2 separate regions of the Sus scrofa genome follow, and region 1 is linked to region 2. A link is a contact called in public Hi-C data. All regions are on one chromosome and are shown on one strand. The core of a region is the stretch at or near the end of the contact, and the rest is flanking DNA. Distances in the headings are between cores, read along the strand shown.

Region 1 (7,674 bases), core at 1,322-3,821, 720 kb after region 2:
CTGTGACCATGAGAGCCTGAGGCTGTGGCTCATTCAGATCCAGGGCTGGCCTGACGCAGGGAGAGAGACCTTTCTGGGCTGGGCTCTCCAGGGTTGCTTGAGAGACTGGGGCCAGGCTTCCCAGGTTGACTTCATGTAGTCCCCCTTGATCTCTGATGGCAGAGGAGAAAGCAGTGCTCCCATAGGACATTTGTGTTCAAGGGGGCATTTTTTTCTTCTTTGCTCTTTGAACAACTTAAGCATGACCTAAGTCTATGAAAGTACCTGGTCTTACCTGGTTGAGTAGCACTGAATTTAGTTGAGGAAAAAAAAAAAATCCCATCAGAAAATGGACAAATTGGCCATTTGCATTGTCTTTTTGACCCGGTGCCCCAAACTTCTGTCTCTCTAGGGGTTGCCTGGTGCAAGCATAAAGCCACTGACCGAGCAGGGACATTCTCGGATCCAAAGGGGCTGGAGAGCAAAGAGGCATGAATGAAGTGCTTCCGGTTTTATTTGAAAGGAGGCTTTGGAATCTAGTTGACAGTTTGCCAGTGCTCAGTATGAGCAGAAAAAGACTTCTCTATCTCTCCTCCGTTTTTTTCCCCCTAGTTGGTTGGGCTTTTCTGATTCACAAGAAGAATATTTGTTTTGTGTCTGTAAGGATTTTAAGAATTTCCGTGGGGAACAGCAAGTAGGTTTTCATTTTATTTCAGTTCATTGTATTCTCCCTTCTCTTTGGGGCTGGAGATGAGCTTCACAGCAGACATGGGCACTGTGACAGGGACACGTGCCTGCTTGACGGTGGCATTTCAGACTCGAGGGTCATGTGAGGTTAACGTTGGGTCTGCCTACTCCAGATGCACTTGCCTTATAAATTTAGAACCTTCTAGGCTGGAAAGTGAGGCGATGAAAACAGACAAGGCTGGCTCTCCTTCCTTGGCTTTTAGCATTAGGACTTTAATTCAGGCAGAAGCAGAACTGGTAGCAGAAACTGGTGATGTGCTGAAGCCCTCAGATGCTGTGGTCTGAGCTATCTTAAGAGGTTTTTTTTTTTTTTTTCTTTGCCCCTCCCTTTTTTTGGGGGTGTGTGTGTGCTGCACCTGCAGCATATGGAAGTTCCCTGGCTAGGGGTCAAACGGGAGCTGTAGCCGTCACAGCCACAGCAACACAGGATCCGAGCCACATCTACGACCTGCACCATAGCTCACCGTAATGCTGGATCCTTAACCCATTGAGCGAGGCCAGGGATCAAACCCACATCCTCATGGATACTAGCTGGATTCCTAACCTGATGAGCCACAACAGGAATTCCCCTAAGAGGTATTTGGTAAACAAATACTCCCTTCTCTCTGTACCGAGGGGTGCGGCAGTGCCCTCCGGGGCTTCTCCAGGATGCCGGGAATGGCACAGGTCAGCTGCCAAGACTCACCCTGCAGTGCCCCGAGCCATGTTTTATAGGGGCCACTTTGTATGGTGTCAGTACAGTGTGGATATTTACCGCACTTGGAAAGCAGCCGTTTATTTGAGCTAGAGGAAAGGAACATTCTAGATCTCCTGTCTCCTCACCCTGCTTATTGTTAGATGCAGGATATGTTTGTAGGTCATCAGGCTCAGCTAAGCTATGTAACCTGCTCTCTTTCGCAGCCAAAATCTATTCCTGAGAAACATGGAAAACGCATTCCAGATGAAGGCGAGAAAACCTCTAACAGCTCTTTACCTGGGGAGCATTAAAACCCAGAGGCCAACAGTTGCAAAGTCTTATCTCTGGGTTGTGAGCTCTCAGTCAAGTTCATTCAGGGAGTCCCTATCCTGGGCCAGACCACCCTCCCACGTGGTAAGGAGGGGGCCTGCCTTTGTGGCTTTCACAGCCTAATTGTAGATCTAACTTTAAGGCATTTGAACAGCACCCAATGCTTGTAAAAATTCATCTCCACTTCCAAATAATTATTTCAGTGACATGCAGATTCAATCACTTCGTCCACTAAAAGGAACCTTCTTTCATCTGAACTTTGGGAACCAGATAACACCCACATAGTACATTTTTTTTTTCAACACTATGTGTGGTTGTCATATTTCAGGGTAAAGCTGCCCCTCCTGGATGTCAGGGTGTTTTGTGAGTTGTTTTTAATAGGATTTTGTTCTACTTTCTATACCAGCCTATCTTGTTAAAATCATCTGAGGAGGGTGAATATTTTAGGATTCAAAGCCCACCAAATAAACCTGCTCAGAAGTGGGCTTATGTGGTCAGCCTTGAGAAAAATAAATGAGTGTTTCTCAGATATCTGCTGAGAATTACCCAGTAACCAGGGTTTCTTTTTATGCAGTGGAAAGAATGCATATTTTTCTTCCAGAAACTCTGGTTTGTACTTTTTTTCATTTAAAAGAATAACATGCCTGTGAGGTTGTGTTTCTAAAACTTTCTTCCTTTGCATTTTTCCTCTCCTACTCAAACCCCTTATTTCCTCCTGCTTCTCTAAACAGAATGGGGGCCTGGGGCCAAGAGGGTGATGCAGGAATCAGAGAAAGGGGGTGGCGGCTTTGCAGTGCCTGGTTAAGAGCGGGGAGCTGCCGTTCTACCCACGCTCACCGCTAGGGGGCGATGTCCCTGCTGGAAACTTGCCGGTTCCAAGGGCCGATCCCAGGGCGCTGGCTCCACCTACTGCAGCTCTGGGGCATTGCTCTTGTGTAAATCAAGGACTTGGGGAATCTGAGAAAGAAGGCAGGAGGGGAAAGAAAGTTAGCGATGGACGCGGAACTCGAACACACCTCTCCTGGGATACATGGTGACACTTTGCCTTTCTCTGCTGCTGAGCTTGGAGCCCCCAGTGGTCCTTAGCCTTCCTGTCTTTTCTGCATCTGCTTTGGTGAAGGCCCCAGAGATTTGGGGGCCTCCGCCGTGAGGTGGAGGTGTCCTGCTACTGCTGGGCCCACCCAGGGTGAGTTCACTGGAGGAGGCGCCCCCTCCCCAACAAGGGTTCTAGAAGTCAGGTCCCCTCTGCTTGGTTTGGATAAGAGAGTCTACCTGGAGACTGTCACCTGTGGAATTTCAGATGTAAAGGAACTGTTCGGGGGATGCAGATCATTGCATGGGGTGTGTGTGTGGGCGGGGGTGGGGGGGTGGTGGCCGTGAGTGGATATTTGGATTGACCATGAAAGCAGATAGATCTGACCCTCCCGGAGTTCACACTCATGACACGCTACATAATTTGCGGGCTGAGTGCAAAGTGAAAATGTGAGTCCCGTGTTCAAAATTATGAAGACTTTCGAGGTGATGACGGCAGAGGATTAGACCAGGAACCGGCCCTCGTAAGCACTGGGTCCCGCGTGTGACTGCGCAGGTCAGATGCCCGTGAACCCCGCCTTGGTCACATTGTGTTTTTAGTTGGTGTTCTAGGCAGATGGGGCTTCATCTTTTGCTTCTTCCTTTGTAAAGTCTCCCTGGCAGGGTGCAGAGAGGTGGGCCGATGAATTTTTCAAAATGTGTGCTTGTTAAAGCGCCAACGGTCTGGACCCGTCAGAGGGTAGGGGGCCCAAACCCCTCGTTGACAGATGCGTGGCCAGGGCGTGCTGCAGAGGGGCCCGCGGGCCTTGACCGTTTCACCCAATGACTTGAAATCAAACCCTTCCTTTTGGTCATTAGTCATCCACTGGGGGCTTTTCTTCTCTGAGCTGCTAGGACAGGGAGGCTTTTCCCCGTAATTTACTAGGTAATGGAGCGCGGGTGGAGCGGTGCTCAGTGCTCCTTCCCCGGGAGCCGGGTTGGACGCCGTTTCTCCATCTCCGATCCCTCGAAAGGGGACCGCCGGCTGCCTCCCTGCCGCTGCCTTGGCGCCCAGGTGGCAGGAGGGCTCCTGCTTCTGGGAGGCAGAGGCTTCCCAGCTGGGTTCTCCCCGTAGGATATCCGTGGCTTTGGAGCAGGGGGATGTGAGGAGAGAGGAAAGATCCCACTACCACGGGCCGTGGGGCGTGGCGGGGGTGGGGTGGGGTGGGGCAGCTGACCTTGGAGTTGCCCCTCCTGCCGTGCACTTGCAGTTGCTTTCTTTCGGTAGCATTTCCTAGACCTTGGCTGGACCCTCCCAAACCTTTGCAATTCTGCTCGGTCTTTGCTAGTCAATTTCACGTCTATGCACACAGAGCAATAATCCCATCTATGTTTCTAGATTCAGTCTGGGATTATAAAGTTTACGAGGTAAAAACATTCAGGCAGTGGAACAGAAATGTCAAATTCATCTCCTGTGGATTTGACAGTGTCACTTTGACTGAGATGGCAAACCCTAGCCTTGTTTCTACGGGTAAGGCAATCACGCAAACTACTGAACTTTCAGAAAGCATTTTCTAGAGGCGTTGAATTAATATTGTGTCAGTGTTTGTTTTCCTGAATGAATCTTTTGACTTACGTTTTACAAATCAACGCCCTTCAGATATCATCTGCTAAGGAGTCACAATATGGAAAGTAGATATTCTAGCAAGATCTTTGGTAATAGTACTTATTTTAACACATGCATTTAGGACATACATTGCCAAGAGCCCAAGTGTCTTTGAACCATAAAACCAACCTCAAATCTTGTCTGCTGAAGCCCAGCAAGGTCTGTACCCTTCTGCTCCCCTTCTTCAGAGCCTACCTGGATGGAGAAGTTGGCGGCCACATCATTCATGTCCTATTGCCTTAGCTAAATCAGCTTTCTTATCCTCACAGAAGTAGGCGGTCAACATAATGTGTAAATACATGTATACAGATGAGAATCTGCGGCGAAAACATCCTATGTATGATAATCAGTTCTCAGCTTCTGGTTTTCTGCATTTTCTACAGTTTCCAGCTAAGAATAGTGCAGAATTCCACTACATAAAGTGAAAAAGTTATGCTCTGTAGATGGTTTGTCCAGAAATCCCTGCTGTATGTTTATGGGAATGTCCATGACTCAATGTACATATGGTGTGTAAGAGGTTATGATGTTAAATGTTGCATAAACTAACAGATTCTGTAGTTATAAATATTTAACTTGTTATTGTAAACTGTGACGTCATTGAGAGATTATTTTTCTGTATGTATATGAGAGTATTTTAGGAATCTAATTTAAGTGCATAAAACTATAGAAAAGAAAATTTAAAAACCTATGCCAGGAGTAGGAAAATACTTAATCAGATTACTTGGGTTTGACCCAACTAAATTTCTTATATGAAAAAGAAAATCTGAGTGGCATATGTTAGGAAATCAAAGAAGTCATTTTGGGGGGGCATAGAATGTGATACATTTAAATGAAATGGGTGGTGTGGTGATAAAATGATAAGTATCCTCTAGCCATGACCTTGAAGGAGACCCCGGTGTTTCATTAAACAGGTTACATATTCAGGAGGGTGGTAAGTTCAGGAAAGACTGGAGGATTGAGAGCCTGTTTCCCATCAGATCCATATGATGTGCCCAGAAGCTTCTGTGGGTTCTGGCGGGTCAGTCAGGACTCTGGGGTGGACCCAACCATCCTTCTAGAGAGTTCCGAACATGGGAGGGAGGCCACCCCTTGACCTCCCGGTCACCCTTAGCAGTTCTCTTTCTGGGTAGATTCAGAACATCTCTTTGGTGTTTGCATTCTCCATGAAATTTCCTGGGGGACCCTCACTGCCTTTGCCTGGGGCATGGCTGGGTGGCTCGAAGGAGGGATTTCAGGGCTTTCTGGGCTTAGCTGTTTCTGGCATGTAGAGTAGGCAGCACAGAGCAGCCTCCTAGCTGCCTGTGTCCCTGGGGCAAGAGACCTTCCTCCTGTCCCCCTTCCCAGAAAGGGTCAGAGGTTCAGGCTGCATCTAGGGCATGGCTTTCTATCCTTTGGCACCAGAAATGTCCCCACCGGCCACCTAGGGAGGGATGGAATGCAAAATCCCGTGAACCTCAAGGTCTGAGGCCCCCCCCCTCCCCCCCTTCCCCCCCCCCCCCCCCCCCCGCGCCAAGAGCTGCATTCAGAAGGCATTTTGGGAGCTGGCAACCCCGCGACTCCAGCCTCCGCTAACAGGCTGGGAGTGATGCATCAGTGACTAGAGCCGGTTCCTGGTGAACTGGGCATGTTGACTGTGGATCATGGTTGTGAAAGTTGAGGGCTGCAGCTTGAAAGGACACATGGGGAGTGTGTGCTGTAGGTTTCCACCTTTTCCCTCGACAAGCTATATGCTTCCTCCTGAGTCAGCCAACAGTCAAGGTCCCTTTTTGATACGCCTGAAATTGGCAAAATGCTAGAGTCCAAGTGACTTCCTGGATGTCAGGGGGAGTGGGGAGCTGTGATTTCTGGAAACTTCCTGGAATCTATTGTCATACAAGGAATCAGCAAATCACCTTGAGGAACTGTCTGTGTGGATGCAACTGACTTTATTCCCAAACACGGGGACATTTAGAGATCTCCTTGTTCACCGTGCCCTGGGAAGCCTCCTTGAGCCAGCCAGCTGACGTGGACAGCTCTGGTCCACCCACCCAGAACAGGTCATGACCCGTCCTCCTTAGCGCCATACTCACTTTTGCGGCTGGTGTGGCCGTAGGGCTGTAAGTGGGAATGATTCAGCCGGTCAACTGCCTCCTGGATCCTGGTTATTCCAAGAAAGTCTGGGGTCAAGAAAAGCCAGGGAATATGGGGTCCTGCCCCAGCAGTGCTTGCAAGCTATGCCAGTCAGCCTTTGCCTGTTTGGGAAAGAATGTATCAATCCTGACATGAGTCCCTTGTGTTTCCAGTGACAACTGGGTCACCGTGCTGGTGGCACATGGCTGCCCTCACAGCCCTGCCCAAGGGTAGGACTAAGCTACCCTCGATGAATGTTCTGTTGACTGTAATATACTTCGGTTGCCAAATAACAGTACTGTTTAATTTCCCATAAGAGGGAAACTATATTGTTTGATGTGTAATGTCAATGGAGTTTCTAAAAATTACTAGACACTATTATCAATTGTAGAATTATGTATTTGTCTAAGGTTTGATGAAGCAGGGCCAAAACATTAGGTTTCTTCTTTGTTTCAAGGAAGCTGAGGTTAGTTTTGCTGTTTGAGCGTTCCTTTGGCACCTTATTATGTATGACATGTTAAATTTTACCAATCAAGATTATAACTGAGGTTTTTTTTTTTTTAAATTTAAACCAGTAGCAACATCAGTACAGATTGCTATTCCTGTGTATCTTGACTCTAAAAAGAACAATCTCTTCCAAACAATTCTTTGGTCATTTGGACCTGTACGGTTTAAATTCACATAGTTCATGAATAAAAGGAGAAAAACCAACCCTGCTACAGTGGATTGATTTGGGTTCCTTCTGCCCCACTTGCTTTTTTGGTTTGTTTGTTTTTTTCCTCTTTTTAGGGCAACACCTGCAAGATAGGGAAGTTTCCATGCTAGGAGTCAAATCAGAGCTGTAGCTGCAGGCTTACGCCACAGACACAGCAACACCAGATCCAGATCTGAGCCGCATCTGTGACCTATGCCGAAGCTTACTGTAACACCCGATCCTTAACCTGCTGGGGGGGCGGGGCAGGGATTGAGCCTGCATCCTCATGGGTACTAGTCAGGTTCTTAACTTGCTGAGCCACAGCGGGAACTCCCTCCACCTCCTTCGCTGTGCCCCTGGCACTCTTTCCTGTGCGTTTCCTCTCACAGAGAGGGTTGTAGCTGTGGAAGGAAATTCACGCAAAATTTAATGTAAAAAATCAAACTGAACCAACAGCACTTT
Region 2 (6,648 bases), core at 2,513-5,012:
TTGGATCCCCTAGCGTGGAAACTGCCGTATGCTGCAGGCGTGGCTGTGAAAAGGAAAAGAAAGCGAGAGAGGGAGAAAGAAAGAAAGAACGAATGGAAGGAAGGAAAAAAAGAAGAAAAGAAAAGAGGGGAGGAAGGAAGAAAAAAGAAAGAAAACCAGTGATCTCAGGTTAATGAACTTAGCACTTTTCCATGTATGAGAAGATGCAAGAGTCTGGGCTCCCTGAAGTCATTCCTTGGACATGCACCTTAGCCACCTAGGGCCAATACATGTTCTTTCCCAACCTGAGTCTCCTCAGGGTTCACCATCCGGGGTGACTGTAGTGTCTTTGAGGGGGGGGGAGAAAAAAAATTGTTGAACTCAGTGAATTTTATTACATGTATAGTTGTACAACAATCATCACAACCCAATTTTATAGCATTTCCATCCCAAGCCCCCAGCCCCCAACGTGTCTCCTTTGGAAGCCATATGTTTTTCAAAGTCTGTGAGTCAGTATCTGTTCTGCAAAGAAGTTCAATTGTGTCCTTTTTTTAGATTCCACATATAAGTCATATAAGTGATAGCATGTGACATTGGTGTCTCACTGTGTGACTGACTTCACTTAGCGTGATAATTTCTAGGTCCATCCATGTTGCTGCAAATGCTGTTATTTCTTTCCTCTTCATGGCTGAGTAATATTCCATTGTGTATATGTACCACATCTTCTTTATCCACTCCTCTGTTGATGGACATTTAGGTTGCTTCCAAGTCTTGGCTATTGTATATAGTGCTGCAGTGGACATTGGAGTATGTGTTATCTTTTTGAGCCATGGTTTCCTCTGGAGAGATGCCCAGGAGTGGGATTGCTGGATCAAATGGTTGACTGCAGTGTCTTGATAGCTGCCACGTCCTTTATTGACTGATATGACAGTGTTGACTTTTCATTCAACACTTGGGGAAGGAAGGCTTCCTAGAGAAAGAGACGACTCAGCTGAGATCAGGAAGGAAAGGAAGAGCGGCCACAAGAGAATGTTGTAGATTCTTCCAGGGTCAGGGAATGGCACTTGCGTGCAAACTCCCTCCAAGAGGAGGGCAAACTCAAAGCTGAAGGACGGGATACTAACGTGGACTACAGCAGGGGCAGAGAATGGGGATTCGGTCCAAATAAGATAAGAGCAGGAAGCAGGACCCAGAACAGGCGGCTGAGGGCCCAGCTGAGAGTCTGCATTTTATTCCCAGGAGGCTCAAGCAAGGGAGAGAATTTGCTCTTTTGCAAGATGGTGCAGGCCGCCAAGTGGAAAGGGAGAGAAAGCGTGGGATTTTGTGGTTTTGGGTCTCACAGTGACCCACAGGAAGTGAAGCAGTGACAGCACAACCAGAAACAGGTCCACGGTTAATGGGGAATGACACTTTTTCTATCTTTATGAAAAATAATACAGTGTAGCATTACAAATACCAAAAGAGGGAGAAGGCTTGTGCCAGGGGCCAGGATCCCTGAAGTTCAAGTTCATTAGCCTTGTCCACACAAATAATCAATAATTAAGTGAATCAGGAATCAATCAGACAGCTTCTTGGTAGCTCTGAGAAATTGCTCCATAGAAGCATGGTTGTCAGCCTGGTCATATCTTTTTTTTTTTTTTTTTTTTTTTTTGTTTTTTTGCCTTTTTCTAGGGCCGCACCTGCGGCACATGGAGGTCCCCAGGCTAGGGATCTAATCGGAGCTGTAGCCACCGGCCTACACCACAGCCACAGCAACGTGGGATCCGAGCCGTGTCTGCAACTTACACCACAGCTCAGGGCAACACCGGATCCTTAACCCACAGAGCAAGGCCAGGGATCAAACCTGCAACCTCATGGTTCCTAGTTGGATTCGTTAACCACTGCGCCACAATGAGAACTCCCAGCATGGTCATATCTTATCAGAACAAAGAACATACATCTACCCTGACAGGGAGCAGTCCTTCAAGATTTCAAGAGAGACAGATTCGTATAAACAGAGCGAGCCGGCTGGACCCAAGTATCTGGAAAGGGAATCTTATCTTTAAGGGAGTGTTAACACGGACACGTAGGAGAGGAGGGACGCACCCTCATCTTCAAAGTAAACACTCTTTATCCTAGTGGTTGGAGATGTGCTGTGTGTGTGTGACAGGCCATGAGTCAGGCTGATCTGGTTCATGTAAATTCAGGCCAACCCATGCATCAGCCAGAGTGATTTCCCGGTCCCTCAAATCAGGATCATTTTCCCAACAGCCCGGGGGTAAAGCCACTTCTGACTACATCCCAACACACCCACATCACATACACCCCCCGACACACACACACCGTGCCTACACGTAAGACACACCCCCCCACACACACACTATTCACCATACATACACCCCCATCAAACACGCCACACACACACAGACACACACACCCATACAGCATGCCACACGTAACACACACACCACCCAGACACCACACGCACACCCTATTCACCACACATACCTGCATCCACATCACACCACACACTCATACACCACACACCACACACACACACACCATGCCACACACAAAACACACACACATACCATTTACCACATAGACACACACACACACACATCACGCAACATCTGTCACTGTGCACACACCATATACAGCACACTTGAAACAGGCCAGTACTGGCCTTACTGTACCATGTGCTCTGCTCTTTTCTCTTCTATTTCATTCCGTTTCTTTCTCTTTTATTTCCAAATGCTGCCTGAGACTCACTAAAGTGATTTCCTGACCCACTAATCGGTCCTGAACTAGAGTTTGGATAAACGAACTTGGAGGGAGGCAGAAGAAACCCAGGGGCCCCTGTGAGATGGGCTTTGAGCTGCTCTCGGCACTGACCCACCAGCAAAGATGGGGCCCCAGCCTGGGACGAAGCTGTGGCACAGGGCCACCTCGCCAGGGTGGCTGCCCCAGCCAAACATGGGGAGGAGCAGAGCCCTAGCCTGCCAGGATGGCCGGTGGGGAAGGTCTGTCACTGGGTTTGCAAGATTAATATGAACCTAAAAGTCACCTCACCAGTTTGTGGTTTTATTTATTATTATTATTATTATTATTATTATCATTATTATTATTATTATTGCTTTCTAGGGCCTCACCCGTGGCATATAGAGGTTCCCAGGCTAGGGGTTGAATGGGAGCCACAGCTACCAGCTCATAGCAATGCCAGATCTCCAACCCACTGAGCAAGCCCAGGGATCGAACCCACATCCTCATGGATACTAGATGGATTCGTTTAACTGCTGAGCCACAACGGGAACTCCACCAGTTGATGTTTTTAATCACCCCCACACACTCGCAGCAGCCTGGGAGTTTCCTTTGTCTTGCTCAAATCAGTGTTTTCCATCCTGCAGCACCGGACATATTACTGGGTCATGAAATCACTTTAGTGAATCTCAGACAGCAGTAAAGAAAAAGCAGGAATGGAATGGAATGGAATGGAATGGAATGGAATGGAATGGAATAGAGTGTATGCATTGTAAGGATCAGTACTGACTAGTTTGGGGTGTGTACTATGTCATAAATGTTCTTCAAACCAGCTATTCAACAAGTGAAACTATACATACAAGACAGAGAGACTCAATCGTGTCTTGTGCTTCAGACATAAATGCACAGAATTGAGCAACACCGGAAACTACAGCCCGACCAGAAAAGAGAATGTTACCCACAGCCCGTAGCTGAATCTGCCAGATAATGACTCAGGGAGAACAGGGTAGCGTGTTCCCTCTGTCATTTTTATTTGCTTAGTGAATATTTATCCAGCGGACCTTTCCGCCTGTTTCCAACTGGCCTGAGTAGAACCAGGCTTATAGTAATGGGATGACTCACCCGCCTAAGAATCGATTCGAGAGACTGCAGGCCAAGATCAGTCTTGGCTCTTTTTCTTTTCTTTTTTTTTTTTTTTTTTTTTTTTTTTTTGAGCTGCCTGTGAGAGGCTGGCCAATGCGTGTGGAAAATTGCTTCTGGAATTTCCCTCAAAGCTGCAACTCAGTCCTTAGGCAGCATTAGGAATTTTCTTTCTTCTTTTCTTTCTTTTTTTTTTTTTTTTGGCCTTTTAGGGCTGCACCCTAAGGTTCCCAGGCCAGGGGTTGAATCGGAGCTAGAGACACCTGCCTATACCACAGCCACAGCCACAGCCACAGCATATCTGAGCTGCACCTGCGACCTGCACTGCAGCTCATGGCAAAGCCGGTTCCTTAACCCACCGAGTGAGACCAGGGATCAAACCTGTGTCCTCATGGATGCTAGCCAGATTCATTTCTGCTGAGCCATGACGGGAACTCCTTGTTTTCTTTCTTTTTTTTTTTTCAGCCTGGGAGTTTTCTGAGTAATGGCAACATTCCTGGATAGGCAGCATTAGTTGCCTTTGCTTCCTCCAAAAACAAGAAAAAAAGACTTGAAACTAATACAACATTGTAAATTAATTACACTTCAATTTTTAAAATAGTAAAAAAAAAAGAGAGAGAGAGAGAGGAAAGAAAAAAGAAAAATATTTTCTCAACAAAAATCTCTGATGAGGAGTCAATTTGATCATTTTTTCAATTTCTGATTTTTATAAAGTTAAGTCTTCTTAAGTGTATTTTTAATGAACTGCCTTTGGGAGAAGTAATTAAAAATGTAAAAACGCTGCTGTCCTAGGAAAATCTGGCTGTGTCGCCAAATACATGAATATATATGTATACACACACGTTACGTGGACACACGGACCCCCTTCTTGCTGTCTGCATCCCCCGTTTCTCTTTTTTTTTCCATTTCTTCATTGTAGCTGATTTACAATGTTTTGCCAATTCCTGCTACACAGCGAAGTGACCTAGTTATACGTATGTGTATTCTTTCCCTCACCTTATCCTCTACCCTGTTCCATCATAAGTGATTGGATATATAGTTCCGTGTGCTATAGAGCAGGATCTCATTGCTTATCCACTCCAAATGCAATAGTTTGCATCTACTAATCCCCAACTCCCAGTCCATCCCACTCCCTCCCCCTCCCCTTTGGCAACCACAAGTCTCATCTCCAAGTCCGTGAGTTTATTTTCTGTAGATTGGTTCATTTGCACCACATATTAGATTCCACATGTAGGTGATGTCATGTAGTATTTGTCTTTCTCTTTCTGACTCACTTCAGTTAGTATGAGAATATCTAGTTCCATCCGTGTTGCTGCGAATGGCATCACTTTGTTCTTTTTATGGCTGAGTAGTATCCCACTGTGTGTGTATACATCTTCTTAATCCATTCATCTATCTATGGATATTTCCATGTCTTGGCTATTATGAGGAATACGGGTGCATGTATCTTTTTCAACGAAAGGTTTGTCTGGATATATGCCCAGGAGTGGGATTGCTGGGTCATATAGTAGGTAGTTCTATGTTTAGTTTTCTGAGGTACCTCCATGCTGTTTTCCATAGTGGCTGTACCAATTTACATTCCCACCAACAGTGAAGGAGGGTTCCCTTTTCTCCACACCCCCTCCAGCATTTGTTATTTGTAGACTTATTAATGATGGCCAGTCTCACCGGTGTGAGGTGGTACCTCATTGCATCTCACATTTCTCAACTCACCTCCCTCTGGCTTACACCCCTCACCCACAGTCCATGGACACAGCAGTAGTCAGACCCCCATCAATCTCCAGGCTCTCAAATGCAACGAACACATTTCAGTTCTTTGCTTGGCTTCTCAGCAGCATCCAATACAATTGACTCACCTCTTCTAAAAATACCCTCTTCTCTCAGCTCCCACTTGACACCACACATTTCCAGGAAGTCTCCTGCTTCTCTGGATACTTTTCAGTTTCCTTTGCCAGCTCTGTGGCCTCCTTTAAACCTCAGTGCTCAGGCCCTGTCCTCTATTTATTCCATACTCTCTCAGCTCCAAGCCTTCGAGGGGAGGTGGCACCAGGGGACACATGAGGACAGTTTGGGGTTGTCACAGTGATCAGTGGAGGCTGTACTACCTGCATTGAGTGGGTGGGGGCCAGAGAGGCCACAGGACAACATCACCAAAGAACTGTCCTCTCCCAAACCCACATGTTTCACACTGTTGACTGAAAAAAAAAATACGCAACATAAGAGCGGAAGCTATGTTTTATTCAGTGGGCTGTCTGAGGACTTCAAGCCCAAAGACAGGACTCTCAGCTCACTGAGACCCCACTCCAAAGAGGTAAGGGAGGAACCAGGATATATAGGACTGTGTTAACAAAAACCAGGTAGTCAGAACATCAAATGATTACTGTAAATTAAAAGAAAACCAGAAAGTTCCCATTGTGGCTCAGCAGTAACGAACCTGACTCCTATCCATGAGGATGTGTGTTCAATCCCTGGCCTCAGTCAGTCAGTTAAGAATCTGGCATTGCTGTGAGCTGTGGTGTAGGTTGCAGGCGAGGCTTGGATCTGGTGTTGCCATGAGCTGTGCTGTAGGCTGGCAGCTGCAGCTCCAGTTCAGCTCCTTGCCTGGGAACTTTTGTATGCCACAGGCGTGGCCCTACAAAGGCAAAATAAAGAAAGAGAAAGAAGAAGGAATGGAGGGACAAGGAAGGGAAGAAAGAAGGAAGGAAGGAAGGAAGGAAGGAAGGAAGGAAGGAAGGAAGGAAGGAAAGAAAGAAAGAAAGAAAGAAAGAAAGAAAGAAAGAAAGAAAGAAA

Evidence for each region. A called contact is a pair of places that touch in the nucleus more often than the background predicts.
Region 1: a contact with region 2 is called in a Hi-C map of embryonic fibroblasts, with 2.9 times the contacts expected there. The contact joins two enhancer-like sites. A contact is called at or near these places in 2 of 47 Hi-C or Micro-C datasets (embryonic fibroblasts and subcutaneous adipose tissue).

The regions. Positions count from the first base shown.
Region 1 is chr13:197,491,515-197,499,188 of Sscrofa11.1, forward strand. ITSN1 (intersectin-1) reads left to right here. Exons shown (of 42, transcript XM_021070946.1): 42 at 1-1,023. Among named protein-coding and RNA genes, the nearest start is that of ATP5O, 24 kb to the right of the region's middle. Within about 2 kb of position 2,572, at least 5 of the 83 cell types and tissues checked have an H3K27ac peak or open chromatin away from gene starts, as enhancers often do. A contact at or near this core is called in embryonic fibroblasts, where this site is marked.
Region 2 is chr13:196,773,474-196,780,121 of Sscrofa11.1, forward strand. All of the region lies in intron 1 of IFNAR2 (interferon alpha and beta receptor subunit 2), which reads left to right. The region is part of intron 4 of LOC110256370 (40S ribosomal protein S2-like); the gene reads right to left. Among named protein-coding and RNA genes, the nearest start is that of IFNAR2, 11 kb to the left of the region's middle. Within about 2 kb of position 3,763, at least 33 of the 83 cell types and tissues checked have an H3K27ac peak or open chromatin away from gene starts, as enhancers often do. A contact at or near this core is called in embryonic fibroblasts, where this site is marked.